2 separate regions of the Mus musculus genome follow, and region 2 is linked to region 1. A link is a contact called in public HiChIP or PLAC-seq data. All regions are on one chromosome and are shown on one strand. Each heading gives the region's core, a stretch centred on a gene start, on an enhancer-like site or on the middle of the called end of the contact. The rest is flanking DNA. Distances are from core to core; before and after follow the strand shown.

Region 1 (7,277 bases), core at 1,849-4,348:
CGTAGGACTCCATAGCATGATTTCATGATATACCATGAAGGTCTTTGTTACAGGGTTTGTCTCAACTTCCAGTTCATGTTTCTGGACAGGTGACTTCTGTCCTCTGTACACTTGGTGCCATGAAGACTGTAAGGCTCAGATCTGATGATCTTTGTAGTCTGTGAACAGCAGCTGTGCACATTTATACAAAATGAAGTTGAGAACAGAAACAAGTTACAAACACTTCTGCAAGAAAGTATCTGCTTTGCACAGATGTATATTCTGTTTTGTTTTTGTTTGGTTTTTATGTTTGTTTTGTTTTATTTTGTTTTGTTTGAGACAGGTTCTTTCTACACAGTTCTGGCTGTCCTGGAACTCACTCTGCACACTAGGGTGGCTTTGAACTCACAGAGCTCAATCATTCTCTGCATTTTGAGTATTGGGATTAAAGGCATTCTCTATCAATGCCCAGCCACAGATGGATATTCTGAAGAAAATGAAGAGACACTTCATGAGTCTGATGCCATCTTCTTTTCAAGGATTTTCTTCTGTGTTCATTAGGATGGTCAGAGTGAATCTGAAGTGCCATTCTAGAACTTTATTCTCAGAAGACATTTTTGTCAGCAATTGTGTCCAAATTACTGGTGAGCCTACATGACCAGGCTAGACCTGAAACTCATATTTTTCACTTTTAGGGGATGGTGGTGATAAGATAATTAAGAGGAGGAATAAACAATTTCAAATTATCCCTTGGTGGTGCCTTCTATGATCACAATTTACGAATAGCGAATACTTTCTTGAGAGTCTCAGTGTTGTTAGCATATTAAAGGACCCCTCTCCTTGTTGAATATCAAGTTCAACCACAGAAGCCATACCCGTCCCTTCCTCTCCATTTTATCTCACTGACAGATCCCTACAGATGTCCCAGGCAAACTGCATCCTCCTTTAAGGGTCTAATACATCCTAGGCTAGCTTCAAACTCAATGTAGCTAAGGGGGACTTCAGCCTCCTGATTGTGCTCCCATTGAGTGTGACGGGGCTATAGGCTTGGTGTTCAGTGTTGGAGTTTTAACTTGGGCCTTAGTGCATCTTAGATACAGGTTTAAAGTTTACTTTTTTCTTGTTCGTTAGACAATATTATAACTTGACATTATAACCAAACATTATAACTTGAGATAGAGCAAGAACTGACAATAACTGAAATACTCTGTGAAACATTTTTTTGAGTAAAAAAAAAAAATTTTTTTTTCAAATAGAATTTCAACCTAGAGTGTTAACTATAAAGCGCTGGTGACTGCATTTAAATGTCACTAATTAGTTTTACCTCCAGAGCTTCCACCTCACAGTAAGAAAGCCAGGTAATGGGGCAGATGGGGAGAGTCGGGCTTAAGGACCTTTGAGAACAGGCTGTGGCTTTCTGTTTTAAAGTGTAGTTTTTGTCATCTTGAAGTTCTATGGTGTGTTTACATTTTTACTTCTTTGTCATTGCTGTTGTGGACAGACGTAATGGTAGAGGGTCTGAGTGTCTTATGGCCTTTGCGTGAAGATCAGAAGATGGCTCTGTCGAGTTTGTTCTCTCCTTCCTTCATTACATGGGTTCCAGGTGTCCAAGTCAGGTCACCAAGCTTGCCTGGCAAGTGCCTTGATTTACCAAGGCATCTTGCTGGCCCATTAGGAAAATTTTTTAGAAAAATTGGCTATATAGAAGTTGAGGATCTGGCAGTTCATCATCATGAAGAAATGGCCAACTTAGTGTGAATCTTTCCAGGCACAGACGTCCATACAGAAGCCCTAGGGGAGCTGTTAGCAATTCCTCTAGGCTCTGCCCAACCGTTACCTAGCAACAGCTTGTGTCTCCACCCTCCAGGTATGAGACAGGAGCCAGGCTTATAAGAAGACCACTGGAGACCTCTGTGTCTCCCTCTCTCTCTCACACCTCTCCTTCCCTTCCTCCCTCCCTCCCTCCCTCCCTCCCTCCCTCCCTCCCTCTCTTCCTCCCTCCCTTACCTCTCTCTTCCTCTAACCTCATGCGTCCCTGCCGGCCTCTTCCTCTTTGGTCCTTCCTCATTCCTCTGTCTATTCTTCTCTGTCCCCCTTCCTTCCTCTGCCTCTACCCCTTTTGCAGGTCCCCTTCCCATCTCACTAATAAACCTTCCTTATGTTAGGTCTGTAGCGTGACTGATTCCTCCGGGGACACTTTGGCAGGGCCGGCTGAGGTGCTTCTTCCTGTCACACTTTGTCAGACACAACAGGAGTGGCCTTGCAGCTCAGCACTTGGGCTATCTGGTCACAGCCCAGCCATAGGTAGCCTTGGCTGACCAGGCCAGGCTTTCTCGCTAGATCTCACTCTTGCCAAGCCCTGGGCTCTGGCCGCTGGAGCCACAGACTCCTAAAGGCAGGCATCGATTTTTCCTGCTGTGTGTCCTGTTCACTGTCTGGAATTACTGTTCTCCAGACGTCTGCTTCTCCTCTCCAGCCAAAGCCAGCTGGACTCACTCTCAAGGGGAAGACAGAGTTGGGATGTATGGTGTGTCCCTGTCCTGCAGTATTACATGGCCCTGGGTTGTCCTCTCCTGTGTGTCTTTTCTATGTGCGTGTGCGTGAGTGCGCGTGCGTGCGTGCGTGCGTGCGTGCGTGCGTGCGTGCGTGTGTGTGTGTGTGTGTGTGTGTGTGTTATGGGGGTGGGAGGGTTTGTAGCACCATTAGCCACAAAGTGTTTGTCTTAAATTCCAGTCCTGAGCAAGGAGTGCTCTGATATATAGTCTCTGGTGTCCCCTTCCAGTACCTAGCACAGGGGTGCTGATCTGTCAATTGGTTCATTATGTTACCTTAAAAAACAACAACAAAATAAAACTAAACCAAACCAAATCAAAAACCATTGGATAGGAAAGACACTTGCTTAAGTTAATGTGTGTGTGTGTGTGTGTGTGTGTGTGTGCGCGCGTGCATATGTACACATACACACACACACACACACACACACACACACACACACACACACAAGCCCCATCTGTCTCTCCATCTGTCCATCTGTCTGTTTGCCTGCCCAACGAGTTTGACTTTGTCTTCAGTCACAGCTTGGGAAGCCATAGGAACCAGACATCTGTGCCCTTAGCTCCAAGGGCAGTGGTGTGTGGGTGACTCGCAAGCTGGCCGGGGCTTGTGGAGCAGCTGTGAGCGCACAGGACTACCCTTTTGTTCAAAGAAAAGGAAAGACAAAGTCTACGTGCCAATGAGGTAAAGAGAGACCCTGGTTCCTCAGACAGGAATTTCAGAACTTCAGTGGTGTCTTTGTGGCTGGTCCCTAATCTTTTCTTTTTCAAATTTCTCTCAAAGGATGATTAAGACATCTTTAATTAACTATTAAAACCCAAGTGTTCTAACACAGAGGACAAGATTTACAAAATCCTTTTAATTACCGGAACCAGATTTTTTCCCCCTGATCTGTAAATACCTGTTTACTCCGCAACCAAATTTGGCTTTAATTAAACTGGCTGTCGGGGGTGAGGGGTGGGGTGTTGAGAGCTGGGAAACGCCTCAATTTGCATTCGCGCTGCTTTTAATGGCGCTGGCTTCACAGTGAGGATCAGAGGCTGGGGTAATTTATTGTTGAAACTGGAAAATCGGGCAAAAGGGGATTTGCTTCCCATATAGGAACTCATGGAAATGACACACACCCTTGCCACTTCTGATTTATTCAATGTGTAGTAGTGGGATTACCGGAAAGTCCTTCAGTGATATGAGATTAGCTCTCTCTCTCTCTCTCTCTCTCTCTCTCTCTCTCTCTCTCTCTCTCTCCATACACACACACCCCATTGATTCGTTGAAACTAGCAGCCAAGTTTATGGTTCTAATGACAAGGAAAGAAAACCCAGAGCCAGCTCTCCTCTGTTCAGCTTTCTGTTTAATATTCAATAAGGTGCACAGTTTGTTGAGAAAATAAGGGTGGTGTTTTGCCATCCCCTTACGGATTTCAGTCAACACACGGAGGTGTTGGGAATGATCTGCTAAGCCCATTTCCCTGCCTTGAACCATCTGGTTCAAATTCTGTCTACCTGCTTGGGGTGCAGCAGCTTTGTCTGCCTGTACAGACAGGGAAGTCACAACTCATTAACAGTTTAGGGTAAATCCCTGTGGAAATGTGCAACTTTACTATTGTGGTAGGTCTCCCCTAGGGAGCAAATTAGATAGGGCTTTTATGTAAACCAAAGAAATGTTAGGTATATTGGGAGATCTGAAGAGGATCTGGAGGTGGGGGGAATAGAACTAATGTATTATTTTAAATGGGAACAAACTTGTGTGTCATAATCTGACTGGTCGCTGAGTTCGGCGGGAAGTGGCCAAGTGACACTGAAATACATTGAAATAGGGACACATGCATAGTAACAGAAACAGAAGCAGGTTGTATCTCAGTCTCCTACAGGAGTCAGAATCCAGATGGAGACCAGCTATGACATCTACAGATTCACCTTGATGTCTCCATGTTGGAGGCTAGAAAGCATCTTCTGGGGCTGGAGAGATGGCTCAGTGGTTAAGAGCACTGACTGCTCTTCCAGGCCCTGAGTTCAATTCCCAGCAACCACATGGTGACTTACAACCATCTGTAATGGGGTCCGATGCCTTCTCTGGTGTGTCTGAAGATATAAATGAAATAACATAAGTCTTTTAAAAAATGAGAAAGCTTCATCTGTTTTAGTGTCCTGAATACAATCATGCCTGAATCACAAGGTTTCAGCCAGAGAGTTAAGTCACAGCTTACTAGTGGTTTCTGGGAAATGCTTCTCTTCTGGTAAATTGGAAGAGTTATTGTCAGACTCACTTCCTTCTTGACTCAAGGAGAAAGATTTTGTGTAGATGGGATGTCCTTTGACTGTCAAGGGCAAGGTTATAAAAACTGCAGACACCAGGCCCAGAACTGAAGTCAGTGCTGTCTTGTTCTAGATTTCTTCTTTGTTAATTTAGCCACGGTCCTGATTACTGGTGGCCAAGAGAAGTGCTGACAGTCCCTGCCGATTCGGGCTCTTAATTGACAGATTCAATCAACCATGGATCTGAAATAAGCAGCAGAAAATGAGAGGCTAGGTTTGATGTGCACAAGCTTTTTTTCTTGACACTATGCCCCAAACAGAATAATATAATAACTATTGACGTTGCACTTAGACCTATATCAGGCATTATAAGTCACCTGGAGGTGAAAATACTCCAGATGTAAGTAGATTATATGCAATGTATGTATGTATATACACAGGTTATATTCAATGACTATACCACTCTGCACAAGGGACCTGAACACCTGCAGCTTTTGGAACCAGCTCCTCATGGACACCATTGGAATGCTGTACTCAGGCGGGCCTTGAGAGGGACCTGGGGTCTCATAGCCTTGTGAACTCTGCTTCTGTAATCATAGCATCTGGGTTCTCCATGGGTTGGGTTCTCCATGAAGGTCTGGAAGATGCTGTTGTGTCTTAGCACATGCGGCTTGGTGTGGTATTCACTGAGTGAACAAACCAAAGATTCAAGAAGGATGAAAGATTCCTTAGTGCTTCCACCAGGGAAGTGGTCCATCAAGAATGTCCCCTTTCAGCAATTCCATGCTATAACAGCAAAGGAAAAGCTGACGTTTCCTTTTTTGAGGCTGTGACGCACCTCTCACAGATCCATTCTTTGTTGTTGTTGTTGTTTGTTTTTTGTTTTTTCAAGACAAGGTTTCTCTGTATAGCCCTGGCTGCCCTGGAACTCACTCTGTAGACTAGGCTGGCCTCGAACTCAGAAATCTGCCTGCCTCTGCCTCCCAAATGCTGGAATTAAAGGCGTGGGCCAACACTGCCCGGCTCATGGTCCTGTTCTTACACACATTTCTTCGGCTACTTCTCTCTTCCTGCTTCTTGAGTTTTGGTGAACCAGTTGATTTGTTTATTTATCACTATTGTCGGCTGACCAAGGATGCCAACTCATGCCCCACCAGCTCCTCCCACCTGTCCGTTTTCCCTGAGAACTCTGCCTCAGCAGCAGAAGTCTCACTTTTACACAATACTAGCCTAAAGGTCTGACGTAAGCTAAAGAGGGCATATGCAAATTTAGAGTGTCTGACATTTCACCTGTGAAAGAGAATCTCCCGGTGACAAGGAAGAGAGGATCCCTGAGAGCGGACGGAGGCCATTGCTCTATTTCCTGATTCAAAACTGGAGAGGAGAGCACAAAGGAAAAGCCTACAGAACATCTGTTCTTTTCCTGTTCTTTTGTTTGGGGGGAGGCCAGAGAAGGGGAAGAATCAGGGAGGGAGGGAAAAAGGAAGGGGGAGAGGGAGGGGGGGAGGGAGAGGTATTTTTCCATTGACCCAGTAAACAAAATAGAAAATGAGGCCGCAAAAACCTGACCACTCATTTTGGAGTTTCCCTAAGAGGTGTCTTGCTCAAGGACAAAGAGTCTCTCCTAGGAGGCGTTTCCCCTTTGCCCTGGAAACGGTCCAAAGGCAGAGCCAAGTCTAGCAGGTCAAAGGTCTGCTATCTACAAGACTTCCTTGGGGTTTTGGACTCTTGGCAGAAAGCAGCAGATTTCCTCTTTGGTGGGAAGTCCTCCAGCAGTGAGCAGGTTGGGGGAGGGAGGGACGGCAAGGGACAGCCCTTCCCACCACTCCAATTCAGCATTTAAATTGGAAAGGACTGCTGTCTCTGGGTTCCTGGGAAGGTACAGTGTGCTGCCTTCCTTTGGCCCTGACCGGTGTGCCCAGTGGGTGCTGAAGGCAACTGGGGAAGAATGGAAGAGCCTAGGAGTGAAATGGCCAGGAAAATGTGGGCAAAGGGCATCTTGGTGTTTCCTAAGGCCGTAGACAAGTTCTCTTTCTGTAGTGATGGGGCTGCATACACTGCTCAGTGGTTACTTACCGCGGATGCACCGCCCCTCTCTAACGGGTTCGTGCTTCCAGAGATCGTGATAGTGTTCACTCGTGCTCTGGAAATGACTGGTAGAGCCGCACCTGCATTTCCAAGAGCCTCACGAATTACCCGCTTCATTCATATAGAAAGCTGCTTACTTCTTCCTCTCTCCCTCTCCCTCTCCCTCTCCCTCTCCTCTCCCTCTCCCTCTCTCCCCCTCCCCCTCCCTCCCTCCCTCCCTCCCCCTCTCTCTCTCTTTCTTTCTTTCCTCCAGAGGGGTCCATTTGCTTGGGAGACCCTCCAGAGGGTAGAGGGAGAGACTTGCCCCTCCCTGTTCATTAGGCAAAGAAGGAAAGCAGGTGTTTGAAGAAAAACAAATGAAGAGTGGGGTGCAGAGCAATGTGAAACAACATGGCGGTCTGA
Region 2 (6,728 bases), core at 2,000-4,499, 230 kb after region 1:
TCACAGAGGAATGCATTAGAGCCAAACAGCTCGATCCCTTACAAACAAGAGTCTCTGGCTTGGAAGCCAAAGAGACCATATGCTTTTTAGCCTACTTTCCTAGAGAACTGTCAGACATACTTTAGGTTCATGTTTAGCATCAGGACAACATAAATGATATGAATAGATAGGACCCATCAGTCTCAGACATGTATTATTCTCAATGTGGAAAAAATTGAACCAAAAGAAACAACTTCAAGAAGGCTTGGGAGATGTTTCAGTGATCTATTCTTGCAGACACAGTTCTAGAGGATCGGATGGCATCTGGCCTCTGGCCTCTGGGACACTTGCATGCACAAGCACAAATCTACACATTGACACACATACATACACATAATTAAAAAAAAACAAATCTTAAAAAAGAAAAAAAATTGAGAGTATCAAAATAAATCAACAAAATAGCATTAAAAACAGAAAAATGTATCACACATTTTAAAAAGGTTTATTTATTTTATGTATAGGAATACATCATAACTGTCTTTAGACAATACCACAAGAGGTCATTGGATCCCATTATAGGTGGTTGAAAGCAACCACGTGGTTGCTGGAAATTGAACTTGGAACCTCTAGAAGTGCTCTTAACTGCTGAGCCAGCTCTCCAGCCCAAACCATTTCTTTACTATATAAATACATTATTAAAAAAAAATCAGTGGAAGCTAGGTGGTGGTGGCGCATGCCTTTAATCCCAACACTAGGAAGGCAGAGGCAGATGGATCTCTGTGAGTTCAAGGCTAGCCTGGTGTACAGAGTGAGTTTCAGGACAGCCAGGGCTACACAGAGAAACCCTGTCTAGAAAATAAAAAAAATAGGTGGAGAGTTGGGGGACATAGCTTAGTCAATAAAGTGCTTGTTGTGTACACACAAAGGGGCCTGAGCTCAAAGTCCAGAACCCAATTAATAAAAGCCAGGCATGGTGGTGTGTGCTCTAATTCCAGTCCTGAGGAGACACGGTGGTCAGCTGATCCCGGGGTTCCCTGGCCTGTCATCCTAGCTCCCTTCAAAGTCCCAAGTCAATGAGAGACTGTCTCAAGAATACAAGGTACCTAGGGGGCATCAGCCACAATGGTCTCTGGTCTTTACGTACACATGAACATATGTGTACTTCTCATATGCGTGCACATGAACATATGTGTACTTCTCATATGCGTGCACATGAACATATGTGCACTTCTCATATGCGTGCACATGAACATACGTGCACTTCTCATATGTGCATCTATACACGCATAGAAACATCAGAGTAGAAAAGATAAGTTATTAAATTTATAGTGCTAAAGCAATTTTCAACTGGAAAATGTTCCTAACATCATATACGAAAATAAACACAAGAAAGAAAATTCAAAACAATGAGAACAAAATGTAGATTTTTTTTTCAACACCATTATTTAGACTTTCCTCTACCTCAGGAATGAGAAGGCTTTCTTTGAAGTAGCAAAAAGTATATGCTGGGAAAAAAAAGGACTCGGACATTTGACTATATTGAGTAAACCATCTCCATATGGCCACATGCATAAAGGAAAAGAAAATACATATTAGATAATAGAGAACAGAACAGAAAAAGGCAATTAAAACAAGAAATTCTCAATGGTAAATGAACATAATTTTAAATTATCTACCTGGTGTTAAATGTGTCATCTCAGGCCACAGGGTGAACTTAAAGATACAAGGCATGTGCCGAACAGTCACAAAAAAAGATGCAATTCTTCTGGCTTCTTGGTGACTGGAATCGCCATGACAACCTTAACACATCTTTTGAATGAGGGAAAAGTTTGTATATTTTGAAGTCCATTGGTTGAGCTAATATATAATATATAATAATATATGGACCTGAACTTAATCTTCACTTTTTTTTTTTTTTTTGCTACTGTAAAGACACTTTGTCCCCTGATCTGTTTGAAACAGATCAGCTATTAAAGACGAAAGGGTACAGATGACATCTGTCCCCCCACTCTGAGATGGGCGGAAGCTCCCTCTTAGCTCTGTGCTGTCTTGATCATGTGGATTCCAGGGAAGCACTCCAAGCTTTGCTGTATACCAGCACTTGCACAGCCCTGGGCTGTCTTTGCCTTCCATGGTGATTTTCATGTCCTGTTGGTAAGCGGTGGGAAGCCTTCTCCTAGACTTTGATAAGGCTGGCCCTGTACTTTCAGCCCGTGACCATATGCAAAGGCCAGACTACACAAAGAGACAAAATAAATGGCTTTTCCTGTCACTGGAGAGAGAAGAGGCTGAAGACAGACTTGCTTTCTTTGCAAGATCTTCCACTTATTATACAACCCAAAGCTTTCTGCGGTCTGATGCTGGAAACCGTAATGAGCACACTGCAGGGAAACCATTATAAACAGGTATAAACGAGTAACTGATCAATACTAATCAGTAAGCATAACCTCACTCAAGTTCTGGCCATATGGAGGGGTAGATTATCATTTTTTAATGTCCCAGGGAGGAGTCAGAGAAACACAAGATGTTCCCGGGCTTGCAGTAAAGAGAGGATGTAAAGGGACTCTCAAGCCCTTTAGAGGTGCATGTTGTATGCAAGGTCTCAAATGAGAAATTATTTGGAACTTAATGTGATAGCTCCAACACGCTCACTGAAAATACTGATACTTTGTTAAAGAAGTAGGTTAAAAAGGAAGTAACAGGCTAGAGAGATGGCTCGGTGGTTAAGAACACCAACTGTGCTGGGCCGTGGTGGTGCACGCCTTTAATCCCAGCACTTGGGAGGCAGAGGCAGGCAGATTTCTGAGTTCGAGGCCAGCCTGGTCTACAAAGTGAGTTCAGGACAGCCAGGGCTATACAGAGAAACCCTGTCTCGAAAAAGCCAAAGCCAAAAAAACAAAAACAAAAACAAACAAAAAAAATAAACAAACAAACAAAAACACTGGCTGTTCTTCTAGAGGACCTGAGTTCAATTCCCAGCATCCACCCGTAGGTTCCCAACATTCTCTAACTCCAGTTCCAGGGTAGTTGATGTCTTCTTCTGAACTCCATGGCCATCAGGTGCACACCTGACACACAAATAAAGGAATGAATAAATACACATTTTAAAAATTAAGCAAGACAGGAGAATTGAGAAGACAGAATATGGAGGATAGATGTGGGAAAGAGGGAGGAGCCATCCAGAAATCACTAGAGAGTGAAACTCGGTTTAGCTCCTAGGTCACATGACAGGCCTCTGTTGAGGCTGAGTTGGTTTCTAAGGTGTGGCTGACTTGAAGGATTCCTGGGGATGTATGTATCTGTTCATCGGAGAGCAGTGGGGCCCTTAACATGGCGCCTGCTCCCGTGCCGGCCACAGGCTCTGCTACGCCCCCTTCAGGTCAGAGTTCAGACCTAGTTCAGTGGCGCTCTGGAGTGAATAAGCCGAGGTCTGGAGTGAATAAACAAATAGACGTAGATGTTATCAAGAGGGATCTGTTAATATGACTTCCAGCTGTATAGGTTGGGTAGCCCACAATGGCCTGAATGCTGAAGAGGCTAGAATTTCAGTAGTAGCCTAGCCCTGTGTAGCTGGATGGCGGAGGCAGCTGGGGCAGCTACAACAGCAACAGATCCATACAACGGCCAGAAATGAAGGGGCGCAAGCAAGCAGTAAAGGGCTGCGCCCTGTGATTTCTTTGTGTTTGGGCTACTTTGCATTTGATACCCCTCACTCTGGGGAACAGTCTGCTACCCTCAGACAGTCCTTCCTGGAAACGATACAGACCTCCTCAAAGATACGTCTCTTAGCTGATTTAGATGCCATCAATTTTATGATCATGATTTGCCGTCACATCTGGGTTTTAATCTGGATTCTACCACTGGACAAATCAGTGGGCCACTGGATAAGTCACTTTGGCCTTGAAGCCTATTTTTTCTTGTTTACAAATATAAGCTTTATAGCCCCTCCCACCCAGACTTGAGAACATATGGGAGGGGGGAGAGAGAGAGAGAGAGAGAGAGAGAGAGAGAGAGAGAGAGAGAGAGATCTTCCTTTTATATGGATAGTGCCATAACCACAGGTAAAGGTGGGAGGTAAGCCAAGTGGATTCTGGGAATATGGTGACTGTTGCCTTGGCAACAGGTGTGAGGGTCTCCCTGTCACCTAGATGTGATATCACTGGGTTGGGAGATCCTGATACCAGCATGGGTGACTTCTGGCCAGGTCTTTTTGCCCTCCTCACCCAGCTCAGGTCTCCAGAGGCTGCCTAGGCTGCTCATGCTAAGCTTACCATGGGTCTGGGTTTACCGGATTCACAGCAAGGGCGGGGCAGCTGGAGTGGGCTGCCCAATACCAGCAGAGGAACAAATCATCGAATGTTAAAATAATGACAAGATCATGTGACGTGGGATCTGCTTATCACCAACTCTAAATAGTGTAATAAGGAAATATTTGGGGGGCCTGGAGAGATGGCTCAGTGGTTAAGAACACTTGCTGCTCTTGCGGAGGACTTGTATCTAGGTCCCAGCACCTACGTGGGTGCTCATAACCGTGCTTTGAGTCCCAGGGCATCAGTCATGCTCTTTCGGCCTTTTTAGGCATCAGGTATGCCTGTGGAGCACATACATACATTGAAGAAAAACACTCCTACACACAAAATGTAGATAAGTATTTTTTAAAGGAAGAAAATATTATTGTCTTGGAGAAAAATTTAGCAATTTAACTAGTGCATAATAGAGGTCATTACTACTAGGATCGAATGATGCCTATGTGGCTATACATAAATGTATCAAATCAGCACGTTTTACTATAAGTCTTTTGGAAAGTATATTTTTCGTGGATGCTAATCCAAAGGGTGCCTGCTTGTGTCGAAATAAGCTTGCTTTCATTTGGAAAGTCTGCTCATGATGGTTTGGAAGCCTCGGAGTTCACACTGCCCCTTGCCTGTGTTTGCCTGTGTTACAGCAGTAGATTTGAAACAATGACCCCGAAGGACAAAGAAACAGAACTGGAAGTGCCTCCGTTTTTATTGTCCTGTGTGAGCTGCTGGTTTGAGTTAAAAAATGGGGAAACAACTTTCAGGTTGTTAATTACATTCTCGCTGACTAGATGACCTTTTCTGCTAAGTGTGGTGTATCTATGGGTTAATTATGTGGTGTATTTATGGAGTATGACACATTTGTTAAGTGTGAGCTAATCCACATAGGAAGTATTTTACTGAATTTGAAATAGAATCTTTAACATTGAACACGTTCTTGCATTACAATTATAGTTGTTTAAAAACTAAAAATAAATCTAGTAAATATAATATTACCACAGTGGCGTAAATTAATAATAGCCTGATTTATAATTTTATAGGCATTTTGTTTTATTAGAATTTACTAGGGTTTTGTAGACAATTCTTCGCAGAAAAGTCTGTATTGTAATGAGGAAGATCAAAATTCAAACTAAGGTGAAAATCTAGTAGATACAGTTGTACACGTTTATGTAGAACTTTGTTAAGTCACAAGTGTCTTGTCTTTCTCTTTGTCAATATTAAACATATCCAGTGGAATAAGGGAAAATGTCTTTTCTAGCTCCACAGTTTTTAAGAATTTGATTGAGAGTTATGGAGATGAACGCTTTCTTTAGCTGAGTGGAGGAAGGGCACTGAGGATGGCTTTTCTATTGTCCGAGGCACAGCTAATATACAACGTGCGTCTCTTCTCTTGCACATGTGCAAGAAGGCGGGACCCAAAGGACAGGGCCTCCCATTCTTCCAGTCCTGCTATCTTCCACTTTAAGGAAAATAGCAGCAGCAGCAGCAGTCGTCAAAACAAATAGGTTCTCCAAGCCCAGGGCAAATATTTCCATCACGTTCCCTCCCAAATGGCCCAGACTCAGACTTCCTTCAGTCTACTTCAGACATCCAACAGTCGTCCTGTAAACTCCGCTCAGCCTGCAAGCCATGCTGGAGAGAGCAGCTATGTCACAAGCCTTCCTCCTTGAAGCGGGTTGATTTCCCCGGTTGTCTCAGGCAGCGAATAGTCTGAGTGCCCTCCTGACACAGATGTAGACTTTAATTCCTGCCGAAGACAAGAGGAAGCTTTGGGCAGTCAGAAGCCATGTCGCCCCATCACTGAGCCCAGTCTGGGAGTTAATTACATTGTAACGCCTTTGTTGCCCGGAGCCTGGAGTTCCCCTTCTGTTCTTTCCTTCCCTTTAAAAAAGTCTACCTTTTTTCCCTCCGAAGTTGTTCACGGAGGGCTAGAAAGAGTCCTTAGGGCTGTAGCTGCTTACCACACGGTAACTGGAGCTCTTTCACAAATGCTTTGTTTACTTGGCAGTCTGTCTTTGGATCATAAAAGCCTAGATTTGCATATAGCCATGGCACTGTTCTCTACCATGCTGGAGGAGGCCAAACCAGGTCAGGGCTAAAATGCTCAGTGTAGCGAGTCACAGGCAGGCAGACAGGCAGCTAATCTATTTCCCTGGCATGCCATTAACATAGGTGAACACAAATCCACATCAAGCCCCGGTTAGTTTTTAAAGGCCATATTTACAGCCCATTAGCAGTTAGGGCCAGTGAGAACAAGGCCACTGGTGGTTCGTATGCAATCCATCCATGTAATTAAAGGTGTGGAAGAACAGTATCGAGCTGGAGGGGGCGAAGACAACCTAACCTAGGAATAGATGAACAATGGCGGGGTGTTCCTGCCTTTCCCGCTTCTCTTCTCTTTTAGTATCAGCATGTTTCTTTTCCTCCACACTCTGTGCTTGTCTGTCTGTC

Evidence for each region. HiChIP or PLAC-seq counts read pairs in DNA pulled down with a chosen protein or histone mark.
Region 2: a contact with region 1 is called in an H3K4me3 HiChIP or PLAC-seq map of embryonic stem cells, with 29 read pairs. The contact joins two enhancer-like sites. A contact is called at or near these places in 1 of 39 promoter capture datasets (cranial neural crest), 3 of 484 Hi-C or Micro-C datasets (Sertoli cells, liver and nephron progenitors), 3 of 115 datasets of contacts at active chromatin or transcription factors (embryonic basal ganglia, embryonic stem cells and pancreatic cancer cells) and 1 of 9 other capture datasets (embryonic stem cells).

The regions. Positions count from the first base shown.
Region 1 is chr13:97,289,128-97,296,404 of GRCm38.p6, forward strand. It overlaps Gm33390 (a long non-coding RNA gene), which reads right to left. Exons shown (of 3, transcript XR_382781.1): 2 at 4,799-5,030; 3 at 4,587-4,613. Among named protein-coding and RNA genes, the nearest start is that of Gm33390, 6.4 kb to the right of the region's middle. Within about 2 kb of position 3,099, at least 52 of the 459 cell types and tissues checked have an H3K27ac peak or open chromatin away from gene starts, as enhancers often do. A contact at or near this core is called in embryonic stem cells, where this site is marked.
Region 2 is chr13:97,517,887-97,524,614 of GRCm38.p6, forward strand. It overlaps Gm41030 (a long non-coding RNA gene), which reads right to left. Exons shown (of 3, transcript XR_001781023.2): 3 at 2,964-3,047. Among named protein-coding and RNA genes, the nearest start is that of Gm41030, 6.0 kb to the right of the region's middle. Within about 2 kb of position 3,250, at least 3 of the 459 cell types and tissues checked have an H3K27ac peak or open chromatin away from gene starts, as enhancers often do. A contact at or near this core is called in embryonic stem cells, where this site is marked.